Regions from separate parts of the Mus musculus genome. Here region 1 is linked to region 2. The links are chromatin contacts, called in public Hi-C maps. All regions are on one chromosome and are shown on one strand. The core of a region is the stretch at or near the end of the contact, and the rest is flanking DNA. Distances in the headings are between cores, read along the strand shown. Region 1 holds the start of Pcsk5 (proprotein convertase subtilisin/kexin type 5). Region 2 overlaps Pcsk5 (proprotein convertase subtilisin/kexin type 5).

Region 1 (3,279 bases), core at 517-3,016, 280 kb after region 2:
CCATCTGTGCCCTCGTGCTTCAGCAGTATTAGTGGGCACCTTCCTGTCCCGCAGCCTTGAAGCACCGTGTGAACGCCCCCAAACGCCCCTAGGGCCCTCCCACCTTGGCTTTACTTTCAATTCTAGTCGCGTCAGAGCCGCGGCAGGGCTCCCTCCCTGGATCAGTTCCAAAGAAGTTGTGAGGTCCTTAGGAGGGGCATTTAACGGAGCCCTCTCCAGTCCAGTTTTTGGTAGGGACATGGGGAAGAGGACATTGAAATCCAGGCCATTTAAGCCAGAATACAAATCGGTGGCGCTGCCAAGGGTCCCATAAAATGTATTGGCATTTCCCTCAGCATGGCAAATCGAACGAAAACCCACCAAAGGCACCTCAGCAAAGCATTCCTGCCACACGCCACAACCGGGTACCCCAGGTTCCACGCCAGTAGAAGATTCCCAAGTTCCCGGAGCAGAACATTTCAGCCGCTTTCAATGTCTCCCAGGTTCCTCCCCACCCAGCTCCGGGGGCCCACATTTGGATCCTGGCCAAGAGAGGCAGCAGCCAGGACCCCCCTAAATCCGTGCTTCCCTCCCAGTGTCCCGCCCCCTTCCTCTCTCCCCACCACCTCCCTTCCAGACGCCGCACTCAAAGCCCTCCAGAGCACAGCAATTCTGTGGCCCAGGAGGTTAATCCAGGCTTTTCTCTCCCAGTTAGAACCAGGGGCGTTCTCACTCCTTGGCCTCCAAAAGTCTCAACCTTCCCTGCCACAGCCACTCGCAGGGCTATTTCCTCAAGCTAAATAGCGCTTCTGGACTTCCCAGGTCCAAAGGTCCAGGCGAGTCTCAACCTGTCCAAGGGCACTCCATATTTTCCACAGACCCTACCTGTCCCTCATTGCTTGTAAAAACAAATTAAACAGAGATCCCAGCAACTTCGGGGCATGTGTGTGACTGTGCAACGAGCGCGTTGGAGAGAGCATCGCCCTAGAGTTCGGGCCACAGCTGCAGAAGCACATCTGGAAAAGGGGGAGGGGTCGAAGCGGAGGGGACAAGAAGCCCCCAAACGACTAGCTTCTGGGTGCAGAGCCTGTGTCACCGGGGGTTGGTTACCTGTCCTACGTTGATGAATCCGTACTTGCTGGCTATGCGATCTGCCTCCGCGAAGCCGCCGGCGATCTTCACTGCCCAGTGGTTGGTGTAGACGCGCGTCCGGCATACCGGGAGCAGACAGCCGGCGAGCAGTGCCAGCACGCACAGCAGGTCCCGCCGTCCCGGGCGGCTGCAGCGGTTCCCCCAGTCCCAGTCCATGGTCCCGACGCTTCGCCGCCTTCGCCCGCCCGCTGGCTCGCGCGCTAAGCAGCGCGCACAACTAACTTCTCCGGCCTGGGCCGGCGGGGCGCGCAGCCGGGAGCGGTCGGTAGGAGGCTGAGAGCCCGGGAGCAGAGCAGAACAGCTAGCCCCTCTCAGGCTCTTAGACCATGCCTGGGGCAGAGGGGACGGGGTGACGGGCTCTGGGCCGGCGGGGCGTTGAGCGATCGCTCCCCGGCTTGCACGGGAGGCGGCGGAGTGGGACTGGAGCCTCCGCCGCGGGCTCTCCCGGCTTTGCTCTTGGACTCTTCGTTTGCCTCTTGCTCCTCTCCGGCCCTGGAGCTCCGTGGAAACGACCGGCCGGAGCGCAAGCAGCGGCCGGGCGCCCCCTCTGCTGAACCCGGCTCCAAGCGCTCGCTCGCTCGCTCGCCCTCTCGCTGCGCTCCCTCCGGCTCCGAGCAGCGCGCCGGGACTGTGAGTGGCGACGGCAGCGGCGCCCGCTCCGCATAAATGACTCCCCCGCCCCCCGGAGCACCCCTCCTTTCCCACATCTCCCTCCTCCTCTACTCCTCCGCCCTCACGAGCGGGGCCTCAGCCAGGAGCCACCCAGGTCCTAGCGCCTCCCTGTTCTCCCTGCTGTAAACTCCAGGGTCGGGCCAGTGAAGTCCTCTCCCCAAAGGGCTGAGAGGAGAGTGCCTCCGGAGTCTTGATTTCTATCCTTTTTATTCCGCCGGGCTGCATTTGAATTAATTTCCCGTTACTCTGGAAAGTCTAAGATTTACAGGATAATGAGAGGGAAGTATGGGCAAAGATTCATTCATCCCGGCGCTAAACGCCCAGGACTGAGCATTTTAAGGTCACTCCTGTCTCAATTTCAAAACAAATATCGAGATTTTCACTTCACTAATTCTTTATGCTTTTCAGTAACTGTTTATTTTGCGCATTCTGCTCCCCGGAGAAGCTGTCACACAGGACAGTTAAGTATCATTCACTCTTACAAAAGCCAAAGCCAAAAGTCTGTCGCCTGTTGACTTGGGAGATCAGCCATTCTGATACTCAGCAGCAACATCACAGGAGGGTGAAATCCCTGCTTAGAGCATGGAAAGATATTTCTATGAATATCTACAGTACTAGAGAACGGATAAGTGTGGGTTCCAAGGGAGCGGCCATTCGGTCATTCGTTTCTGTGTCCTTATCTCCAAGGGCTTCATTTACCTCAGCAAGGAGAGTTTTCCAACTTTCCAAGTATGTCACCAGAGCAGAGGGGGAGAGTAATATAAAAAGGACCACAGAGGAAGTCAGATGAAATGCCACCAAGTCTGCGTTAAAGTACCATGACTTCAGACACAACAGGGAATGGTGTCTGGCCTTCTTCAGACTTCTCTAACCACCTTGTCTTTTGCAGGTGAGGGGCCAAAGAGTAGTTTCTTGTAAAAAGAAAAATTGGTCTTTATGAAATGGTTTGCCTAACCTTAAAAGAAGCAGCTGTCCGAAGCCCTCACATCCTATCCCTCTCCTCTTCCAATCCCTTGTCATTCTTCCTAAAGACTAGTTGACTGTGTCTGAGATTAACCCATCTCAGGATGATTTAACTGTCTGAAGGATATCTGCAAGCTTAAATCTACTAGCACCTTGGAGCATAAATTTTATAGATTTTGCATATTGTATAAATAGATTATATTTTTTTTCTTTCAAACAAATTCAAATAACAATGCCCATACATTACAGATCAAGAGGTAGATGAGAAAAGCAGATACATGCTGCAGAAAGGCATGCATTCTATTGATTTATTTATTTGGCTAGTTTAACACATCTGTTTCAAGGGCCTGGTCTATGATTCCTATCAGATTGTGCTGGACATAGTCGGGGGTGGGGCACAAAATATTGGTGGAATTTAGGCTCAGAATTCTCTAAAGAAAATGCTCATTGTTACTTGGCATTATTTTTGTAAAGAGAGAAACCTAGGCATTTTGCTTGGCTCTAGAGTCCGTA
Region 2 (3,208 bases), core at 455-2,954:
ATTAAAATTCATCTTCATCCTCCATTAAATTTAATTATACACAATTCCTTAAGAGTGGAGTTACAATTGACTAGTTTGACATGTTGCAATTTACAGATATTTAATTAAGATACCATTTGATTTTGACCTTTGCAGCTTTATTTGTGCACAGTAGAGCCAACTCTATTTGTAACATTTCACACTATTTTGGGATGCCTTTGGCAGCCTTGTACAAGGACAAGGGGCATCAATACTTCTTTGGCAAAGTGAGCTTGTTTCTCTGAACTCTCAACATGTTTTATGCCCCTTTAAATACTGTCACATTATAGCTAAGTCTTTTGTATGTATTAGCCCATTAGAAGGTCAGTCTGGAGAAGGTAGGAACCCCAGAGGCTAGTGTATGGCAAAGCAAGTTTGTATTTATTTGGGTTTATAAGTAAAAAACAAAAACAAACAAACAAACAAACAAACAAAAAAACCAAAAAGGCAAGTTCAAAGGGTCAGTGAACTTTGCATCCTTTTTTGGGAAAGGATTTCTGCTCACATTACAATGTGTGTCGTTTGAAGTTAATGTGCTTTGGCACTCTTAAAAAAGAAAGCAGTATGAGGGACACGTGTGAAGTGGTGGCTTGAGTCCTGGCCACACCTTCTACTAGCAGTAATTCTTGTGTCAGAAATTTCATGTCTGTGCCCAATTAAATAAAACCATGTTAATCTTAAAACATTACATACTTAAAGTATGTAGGGGGTGGGTCCGATGCTAAGGTTCTGTTCCCCAATTGGTTCTTGATCTACCCCTAAAGATGCCAGGGGCCAATTGTGGGGTGGAAGGAAAGAGACAGGACTTCAGGGTCCCTGGAAAGGAGGGGAGGAGATGAAGAGGAGGAAGGAAAAATTTCACCATGCTTTAGAGGGACAAAAGGTAACCAACCATATAAGATCTTGGGCAAGTGGCCATAGGCCACTTTTCCAGGTGGGAGGTTAGGGTGTTGAACTGGGACTAAAGGTAACTGAGTAATTAAAGTTGAGAGTAGATTTAGAGTGCTGAGCTAAGGTATTAGGAAGGGTACATTAGCTGCGGAAAATTAGTAGTGCCCAGCAATTGAGCCAAGAATGTAGGTTGAAATTGAGCAATGTATGTGTCTGTGTTTTACATCCACAGATCTGAGGGGGGCTGGTAGCACAGCCTGTTCCTGGAGCAAAAGCTATACGCTACAAAGGTATATAAGAATATTGACAAAAGTTCAAGGATCTTACAATATGGACCTCAGAAAGTATGTCTGGAATTTTCTAGAAATATCTTCTGTTGCTCAGAAAACAAAACAATAGCTATGTCCAAACAATGGCCACCTGGAAGAAAGCCTGTTAAGCAAATCCCTCAATAATAACCTAACTAAGGCCAGGCGTGGGGTTCATGCCTACTAACCCAGCACATGGGAAGCAACGGCTGGAAGAATGTTGAGTTTAAGGCCAGTTTAAGCCATAGTGTGAAAGTCTGTCTCAGAAATGAAACCAACCAACCCAAGGGAAACCCAGCCAAATCACCCTCTGAAGAGCCTCCTGGCGGTAGAGGACAGGATCCTGTGCCACCACTCACGCTCTGGCCTGCTACGTAACTGCCTCTTTGCTGCCAAAGAACTGAATCTGGCTGGATCATCACCGCTAGTGATGACGAGAAGACACGGTTATGTGGATTAGAGTCTGCTGCTTGGTGCCAAGGAGCTCCAATGAGCCACAGTGAAATTCAGTTCATCTTGGCTGTGCCCAGCTGAATATGTCAAAGGCTCTAAAGTGCTCTGTGGAGAACTTTGGACTTTACGGTCTGGCAACAAGAGCATCTGGAAATGGATGTTAACCAGAGAAGAGAAGCAGGGTTGTACTTTCTGTGTCATGTACATATTCTGAGTTTAGAGCTGAGAGCCCAGCTTAGGGTAGGCAAGGTCAAGCTACAGCTGGCCTTGGTTTCCCCCTGCCATTTTGTATTAGAGAATGGAAGGAGATAGGATCCAACTTGCCAGGACAGTTTAAGATTGCCTTGTGTGGTGGACTGAATGTGCTTGGCACAGCGTGTGGCCTTGTTAGAATAGGTGTGACCTTGTTGGACAAAGGACATCATTGTCTGTTTGTAGGGGGTGCTTTAAGACCCTCCTTCTAGCTGCTTGGAAGCCAATCTTCTTCCAGCTGCCTCCAGATGAAGACTTAGAACTCACAGCTTCTCCGGAACCATGCCTGCCTGGATGCTGCCATGCTCCTGCCTTGATGATAATGGACTGAGTCTCTGAACCCGTAAACCAGCTCCAATTAAATGTTGTCCAAGAGTTGCCTTGGTCATGGTGTCTGTTCACAGCAGTACAATTCTAACTAAGACACCTTTTGGCTCGCACAGTGCTTTCTGCTGGAATTCTGTGTGAGGCTGGATGATGATGCAAACACAGTGAAAAACATGTCTTTCCATGTCAGCATCTCAGGAGTCATTCTACTAGGGTATATGGGTGGGAAGGGTGCGCAGGGGTTGTGTATTTCCATACTCAAGTATGCTGACAGTGTTGATCAGCCAATAAAGAAATTTCAATTTAGTAGTCACAGAGCCAATCAGCTCCCTTCATTACCAAGTTCATGGCTTGCAACTTCTTGATAAGCCTGAGAAGGCCACTGCTGAGGCAAGGGCTTCTCCTGGGGTGCCACTTGAGAACTTTGCAAATTTGACTAGGAAGAGATGAAGGCCTAGCACCAAATGTAAAGTTGTAGTCATTTCTTGACTACACCATTGTAAGTTGAACTACTGCCCTTTGTAGCAATGAACTAATTAGATTAAAACCATGAAAGTACCTCCCTGACCTGAACCTCGAATGTGTGGCAAACTTACATGGGAAGAGGGTCTAGGACTTAGACAGACTCCTTCATAGGCAAACAGATAGGGAGAGGGACCATGATAGGTAGCACAGATAGTTAACTTCCACAATGACTGGCTTCTTCGCCATCCTCTGAACCTCAAACAAGAGTCTTGCAGCTAAAACAAAGGTCTTAGGGGCTTTTTCTTTTTTTTAGGTAGGGCCCCTGTGATGAATTGGCTCAACAGTTCAAGGTTAGATGAAAACAAGTTGGTCAGTCTGCCATCTTGCCTTTCTTCAAATTGATCAGCCCTAAATTAGAGAAGACCCGCCAAGGACTTTAACAGTTCCAGCCCCCAGGGCAAAGCTGATGTCTTCAGCTTTTCACATCTGCTCTC

What was found. A called contact is a pair of places that touch in the nucleus more often than the background predicts.
Region 1: a contact with region 2 is called in a Hi-C map of liver, with 2.8 times the contacts expected there. A contact is called at or near these places in 8 of 39 promoter capture datasets (cranial neural crest, embryonic stem cells, hippocampal neurons and 4 more), 4 of 484 Hi-C or Micro-C datasets (the HL-1 cell line, liver and muscle stem cells) and 8 of 130 datasets of targeted methods (cardiomyocytes, craniofacial prominence, embryonic forebrain and 4 more).

What each region holds. Positions count from the first base shown.
Region 1 is chr19:17,835,866-17,839,144 of GRCm38.p6, forward strand. Pcsk5 (proprotein convertase subtilisin/kexin type 5) reads right to left here and starts at 1,767. Exons shown (of 38, transcript NM_001190483.2): 1 at 1,090-1,767. The coding sequence starts at 1,287.
Region 2 is chr19:17,553,702-17,556,909 of GRCm38.p6, forward strand. All of the region lies in intron 20 of Pcsk5 (proprotein convertase subtilisin/kexin type 5), which reads right to left. Gm41813 (a long non-coding RNA gene) reads left to right here. Exons shown (of 3, transcript XR_877744.2): 3 at 1,142-1,189. Among named protein-coding and RNA genes, the nearest start is that of Gm41812, 19 kb to the right of the region's middle.